Linked DNA regions of Mus musculus: region 1 is linked to region 2. The links are chromatin contacts, called in public HiChIP or PLAC-seq maps. All regions are on one chromosome and are shown on one strand. The core of a region is the stretch at or near the end of the contact, and the rest is flanking DNA. Distances in the headings are between cores, read along the strand shown. Region 1 has its middle 3.8 kb from the start of Gm30193. Region 2 overlaps Gm30145 (a long non-coding RNA gene).

What was found. HiChIP or PLAC-seq counts read pairs in DNA pulled down with a chosen protein or histone mark.
Region 1: a contact with region 2 is called in an H3K27ac HiChIP or PLAC-seq map of trophoblast stem cells, with 11 read pairs. The contact joins two enhancer-like sites. A contact is called at or near these places in 3 of 484 Hi-C or Micro-C datasets (embryonic stem cells and liver) and 3 of 115 datasets of contacts at active chromatin or transcription factors (embryonic stem cells, pancreatic cancer cells and trophoblast stem cells).

Annotation. Positions count from the first base shown.
Region 1 is chr10:111,575,754-111,579,258 of GRCm38.p6, reverse strand. No RefSeq gene overlaps it. Among named protein-coding and RNA genes, the nearest start is that of Gm30193, 3.8 kb to the right of the region's middle. Within about 2 kb of position 2,103, at least 52 of the 459 cell types and tissues checked have an H3K27ac peak or open chromatin away from gene starts, as enhancers often do. A contact at or near this core is called in trophoblast stem cells, where this site is marked.
Region 2 is chr10:111,367,866-111,371,413 of GRCm38.p6, reverse strand. The region is part of intron 4 of Gm30145 (a long non-coding RNA gene); the gene reads left to right. Among named protein-coding and RNA genes, the nearest start is that of Gm30145, 8.6 kb to the left of the region's middle. Within about 2 kb of position 1,938, at least 22 of the 459 cell types and tissues checked have an H3K27ac peak or open chromatin away from gene starts, as enhancers often do. A contact at or near this core is called in trophoblast stem cells, where this site is marked.

The DNA.
Region 1 (3,505 bases), core at 854-3,353, 210 kb before region 2:
GGAGTAGGTAAGCTGATGGTAATGGGAGATGATTATCAACTTTTTGCTCATATAATGCTATCGTGGTTGACTTTGAAGAATCATCATCATTCAGGTGGCATATAACCTTTATAGATAAAAATAATATAATATACTGGGTCCATTTACAATAATTGGTGTGAAGCAGAAACTGTAGATGAAACAAGATTGGACATAAACTAAGGGTTAGACAGGAAGTTTATGAATCTATTCCCTGTGGTTTTGTGTGTATTGGAATTTTTCCATACTAGAGTAAATAAAATTAAACTAAAAATTAAAAAATTAAATCCCCCCCCCTCCAAAAAAAAAAAAAAAAAGGTGATGGTAGAAAACGAAAAAGCCTTATATTGAAAAACACATAAAGCTAGGTAGAACTGAAAGTCTAGCAAACATCAAAGACATTAAAGTTGCAGTGACAAAGTCGAATGACCTTTTATCTAGCAGCACTCGGAGAGAAGCTTTGATGTGGCAGTGTAAAAGTCACACTGGAGGAAACAGGAGACTCTGGAAGGATATGACAGAGGAGGTGAAAGGGCTCAGGGTGTTAACTGGAGAAAAACTGAACCTGTAGATCATGTCCCTGCCTACACAAGACAGAAAAGTCGGGGTCAGGGGAACCACGGAAGTTGATGATAGACATGGGGAAAAGGAAATGAAGTCTCAGAGGAAATACATGACCAAAAAAGTAAGAACAAGAAATCTGTAAGGAGCCAGACGATGGTGGTGCACGCCTTTAATCCCAGCATTTGGGAGGCAGAGGCAGGCGGATTTCTGAGTTCAAGGCCAGCCTGGTCTACAGAGTGAGTTCCAGGACAGCCAGGGCTACACAGAGAAACCCTGTCTCAGAAAAAAACTAAAAACAAAAAAAACAAAAAAACCCACATCCGTGAGGATGAGAAGCTGGGGTTGGCAAGCCCTTCTCTGGAGCCGAAGACTTCAATTCTACATGATGGCAAGGTCAGGTAGAGCCGTCGGTTGCCAGAGTTGCCTGCTGGTAATCGTTACCCAAGACATCAAAAGGAATCAAGAAAGGCATGGAGGTTGAATACATGATGGCTCAGCAGTTAGGAGTGTGCATTGCTCTTCCAGAGGAGCTTGGTTCAATTCCCAGCTCACATGTCAGGTGGCTGAGCTGCCTGTAACTACAGCTACTGGGGATGCAATACCTCTAGACTCCATGAGTACCCACAAACATCTCACACACACACACACACACACACATGTGCACATGAACACACACAGGCAGGCACACACTCACGCACATTGGCTGCTCAGAAGTCTCTAGAGCAAAACTGAATTTTGGAGCATGGAGTGGGATCCTCTAGCTGGGACAGATATCGTTGTTGTTGTTGTTCTTTGTTGTTTTGTTTATTTGACAAATCGTCCACCATTAAGCAAACGGTATACCCTATCTACCTACATGAGTTTTTCAACTTAAAAAGTTATCGGGGACAAAAATTTAAGTTGAAGAAACAAATTTAGAAAGGCCGGAAAGGGAACCCTAAAAAACAAAGAAAACAGACTAACTTACAACACGAGTAAACATTTAATTAACGATCATCTCCGATATCAAGAGAGTTTATCACTGGAAAGGGCTTTAAGCCTTAGTAAACCTCCCAGACCTTAGCATAACTGACTCCATGATAGAAGTACTATTCAGGCCCTAAAACTCAGCATGTAGACACCACCTCCTGCCAAAAATGAAAATAAAGACCCAGTCCACCAAAGTCTATAGTTCTGGGAATGTCTCTAAATGAACTAACCTTGCTTTTTTTGTTTCTGTAGTTCCATTTTTATCTAACTGTTCTTATTACTGAAATATGTCAACCCAGGAAATGATGGATTTTGTGCTTAAAATCTCACCCCAAGAAGGCTCACTGCTACCCTGAGATCTGGAATACCCCGTGTAGACACAGACCAACTAAAACTTTCTATTGGCTCAAACTGAAGTCTGAGCAATCTTCTCTGGCGAATACCTCACACCCTTTACATTGCCTAATTTTTCTTGTCACCATCCTAGAGCTCTGAGATTCCCATTTACATATGGAATAGTGAAGGGAATTTCCCCTCTGCCATTCAAGGATTGGCTGGAATACACTGGCAAAGACCAATTAGCTAGAGAGAAGACACACATGTAATACAATTAACCCCTGGCCCAATAGGACGTAGAAACTCCAAAATGATACCTCTGTTCTATTGGGGAAGAACAGAAACTGTGGACACTTTTTCAATGAACAGTAAATGATTTTGGGGGACGTTAGGGGGTTTGTAGGAACGTGTTGAAATGAGACTGGGCCTGCCTACTAGCAGGGAAGTATAAATCTCTTTGGCATATTGAGCAAGACTAAAAATAGAAGAGGACTGTGTGTGTCAGAGTCTATGCAGGTGTGTTGACAGACGGCCTCTCTTCCAGTGATTTGTGTTAATGGAAGCTCAGGGAGGGTCTAGTGGGAATAGCTTTCTTCCTTAGGGGGGTGGGACTTGGAGAAGAGATAGCTTCGGCGACACCTGCTGCTGAATTCTTTCGCTCAAATTAATGGGCAGACAAGGGCGTCCAGGTCAAGGTGCTGGTCTCTTGATCCGTGGTAGGTCAGGTAGCAGCTAAGAAGCTAACATAGAGACCATATTGCTGATAAGAAAAGTAGCCAGGGCTGGTTGACACTGGGTCACCTTCATCTAACTTTGGCTCAATAACGCTTTACTACACCCTGTAAGGGAAACCAGATTGTGTGAACCAGCCCCACCCTGACACGCCTGGAAGCTGTAGGTACAGCCACACTGGCAGAGGCTCTGAGACATGAGGAGTTAGAAATGGGTGGGTGGGTGGGTGGGTATCTCCATTATTAGTCACACAACGTCGATGTTCAGAGGGGAGAGGAAGCTGGGATATGAGAGGCCTCTGTTACAGAAATTCCTCCCAGGGATCTGTTAGGCCAAGGTTTATCAAAGACCTGGAATAAAAGGGAAGGCGTCCAGAGTCAAAGTCCTTGAGTAACAATTTCCTTGTGAATGAGAGGCTGGTATGTAAATAAGGGCTTTGCATAAGCCAGACATTCTTTCAAGTCCAGTTTATCTACAGGGTGAGTCATTTCCTCTCTAAAGCAAGAATTAAACCCATAATCATTACACAGCACATACCTTCCTCCCCAGCCTGCCTAAAGATAGCCAGCAAGCGAGGCTCTGCCTCTGACAGGACAGCCTTGCCCTTTCTCAGCGGGAGAACGGCATGGAGATCCACAGGCAGGTCAAGAGCTAGAGATTGGAAGGAAGTTTCAGGTACGGTTGGTGTGAGCTATAGCAAGAACCTCAGGGCAGGTTTGTATCTTCCTACGGAACCTGAACCGCACTGCTGGAGAAACAAGAACTAGAAACCTTTGGAGAAAGGTGATTTCCAGAGACCAGGAAATGGAAGAAACAACAAGCCAAAGGCTCGTCTACAGAGGAGGGCTTCGCCCAGGGACTTGACCTTTCAGACTCAACAATACAG
Region 2 (3,548 bases), core at 689-3,188:
TGGAGCAACTTGGATGAGGCCACTGCCTGATCCACACAGTTACTTTCTTCCTAAACATGATTATCCACGAAGTTAGTAGCTTTAAACAAAACCACTGTGCCAAGAACAATGTCCTGTGTGTGTGTAATCCCAGCATCCAGCAGCTGAGGCAGGAGGATGGATCATCAGTCCTAGGACAGCCTGGGATGCACAGCAAGACCCTGTCTAAACAACAACAAAAGCCCTAGTTCCCATTACTTAAGCTCACAATCCATTGTCTCACAATTGAGTGGGGCTCAGCCTCAGTTCTTGGAGGGTTTCTTGGGCTCACTACAAAGTGTCCTTGGCTCCCATCCTGGCTAAGTGGTGGCTCATGAGGGAGTAGACTTGTATGAATACATTACTGGGAGATGCCATGATGTGTCACTCTGTCACATTATCTTAACAGCTTACCTCCTTGCTCTGGTCCCCTCTACTAGATCTTCCTTAGTTATTTCTCTCACTCATCCCGAGGCGTCACGGTACCTCCAGCCATAGCTCTCCCTCTCCATTGACCTTTATAGTGAATTTCTTATAATTTTATAAATGTCTTCCTTCCTCCCTTCCTCCCTCTCTCCTTCCCTCCCTCCCTCCCTCCCTCCCTCCCTCCCTCCCTCCCTCCCTCCCTCCTTCCTCCATCCTTTCTAAGATCTGCTATCCACACTGTTAGCCCCCAGAACATACCCAAACTGTCCTGGTCAAGATTATCAATTACTTTTGTATCGCTAAATCCACAAATCAATTTCTAGCCCTCACCTTCCCTAACATCTGAACATGTGACACAGGTCACTGTCCCTTTCATAAAGCACCTCCCTTACCTGGCTTCCCCCTGTCCTCTAGGTATTTAAGGGCACCTTCTCTCTTAAGGTCAAAGTCTCCCAGAATTGACCTGTTCATTGTTTTCTGTCTTCTCCCCTCCCCAGCTCTCTTCCCTTTTTATCGGCTTTTTTGGCATTGTCATAAGGCATTTAGTTTTAAGTTGTATCATATAGCAATAATTCGCAAGTTTATACCTAGCCTGGACCTCTATCCCAAATCCAGACCCACTTCTTTGGCAGCCTACCTGAGATTTCATGTGACTCTTGGGTCTGTCTAATGCTGATGCAGCAAATTGCTGCAGAAAAAAAAATTCCTTCCTCCCTCCCTCCCTGCTGCTTTAAAAAATGGCTTAAAACAAGGCAAGTTTATGTAGGGCAGTGGTGGCGCACGCCTTTAATCCCAGCACTTGGGAGGCAGAGGCAGGTGGATTTCTGAGTTCGAGGCCAGCCTGGTCTACAGAGTGAATTCCAGGACAGCCAGGGCTATACAGAGAAACCCTGTCTCAACAAACCAAAACAAAACAAAAACCAGGCAAGTTTATTATCCTGTGGCTCTGGAGCTCAAAAATCCAAATGATATCACTGGGATGATCCAATTGAGGTGTGAGCAGGGCTGTATTCCTTTCTGAAAGTTCTCGGAGAACATTTTGTTTTGTTTTCTTGTTTTTCTTCATCCGGCTTGTGGAGGCAGTTTCTATTTGTTCAAATGTGATCCCCTCCATCCTCAAAGCCAGCACTGGCTGGCTGAGTCTTGCACCACCAGCTCCTCTCTATCTTTATCCTCCATGTAAAAGCTTGTGACTCCACAGGGAAATATCTAAATTTCAAGTGAAGCTGATTAGCCACCTTGTTTTCCCTTTGCCAAGTGACTAAATAGACATATAGGTTCCACGGACTGAGCATTGGGAAAGCTCCTTCCAGGATCCACTAATCTAATGAAAGACCCACAACATGAGGACTCCTCCACATTCTGACTCAGGAGAGGTGACACCCCAAATCACTCACGAGAAACTGTCTTGATGCAAACCGCAAGAGGACCCACACTCATACACCATGCAGGGGTAGAGGACCATGGTGCCCCAAGTAGCTGGTTAAGGGGATATTTAAAGGAAAAAAACCAAAACTCAAGGGAGTGGGGAGGGCATTGTTGGGAAATACCAAAAATACCAGTTAAGAGCCACGAGGAAGTGCAAAGTCACAAGAGTCACAAGGAATACCTGGTAATTGTGCAGGTTATTTCTCAAGACAGTTTCTATGAGCCCCTAACAATAGCACATTTGCATAGCTGGTTTCAGGATCGGTCAGGGTGACTTTCTTTGAATGAACACTCCCTGAACCCAGGAAGCGGGTGGGTGGAAGAATGTTGCTATCTTTTTTATGATTAGCATGCCTTGGAGCACTGAGTCACAAAGGTCACATTCTCCAGCCTGGGCCTAAAGGCCTAGTTTTTTTTACACTTTTTCACTAACAGATGTCATGCTTATGTTAAACACAAAGTATTAGAACTAGATCTCAGAGCTAACTGAGCCCACCTGCACACCTCCCTGAGTCTATGCTAACCTCAGTAATGCTGCCCTCACCCTTCTGTCTGCTTTTCTACCACACATCTAGTTGACCAGAAAGTCCCGTGGACCTTTCAGGGTGCCATTAGGCTCTGGTGAATCCCATCTACTTGAGTGCAGCTGTCATGGTTCTAGCTTCCCTACCACCCTCTCAGGTTATTAGCAGCCTCCTGGGTTGTAATCACTTCCTAACCCCTCTCTGGATTCTGCCATAGCCCAACAAGAATGAGAGGAATGAGTAGAGAGAGCCTGGCAGAATTGCAGGGAAGTAGACTGCCCCCTGCATGATACTCGAGTATCGGTTGTGTGTCTTGATTGTCAAGGTTCAATGCTTTGGCAAGATTTTTATTATTTTTTATTTTTTTCATTTTTTTATTTTTTTGAGACAAGGTTTCTCCTTGTAGCCCTGGCAGTTCTGGAGCGCACTCTGTAGACCAGACTGGCCTTGAACTCATAGAGATCCACCTGCCTCTGCCTCAGGAGTGCTGGGACTAAAGGTTTGTACCACCAATGGCCAGCGCGATAAGCAGACAAATGGCTCTGAATGAGAATCTCCTGAACTTTGCTTTGTCTTTCCCTCATTCAGGGACGAGCTCTCTCAAGTTCCCTTTTCTGCCTAAAGAAACTTCTTGCAAAAGAGTTTCCTTAAAGCCCCCTTCTGGAAATACATCGAATAACTAAAAGAGATTAGCCATCAAAACCACCACCATATCCTGACAACCTTTATATTTGTTCATCAGAGGGTAGCTCAGAGAGGTGGCCCAGGCATCATAAGACAAGCTTCGAGTACAGCGACATTCACGGTGCTGTTCTCTGTCTTTGAGCTTACACGAGAAGCCATTTACTACTAATTTCTAAGGCTCCAATGTGCCCAGGGTGGTTTCAGAGCCATGGCAACCCCTTTGCCTCAACTTCTGGGATGCTGGGATTACAGATGTGAGTCAACAATATCACAACAGCCCCTTCTTCCTGAGACATCTCAGCTCCATAAAAGCCAGCTTTTGCCAAGTCTACCATCCCTACCAGTCCTCCCTCATCCTGGCTTCTTTTCCTGTATCACCTTCTACACTGGTCTTACTCCATCCACATGGCCTTCCTGCTTTCTCTAGAGCATACCAGGAAACCCCTGAGCTGAGACTCTTGGCTGTGT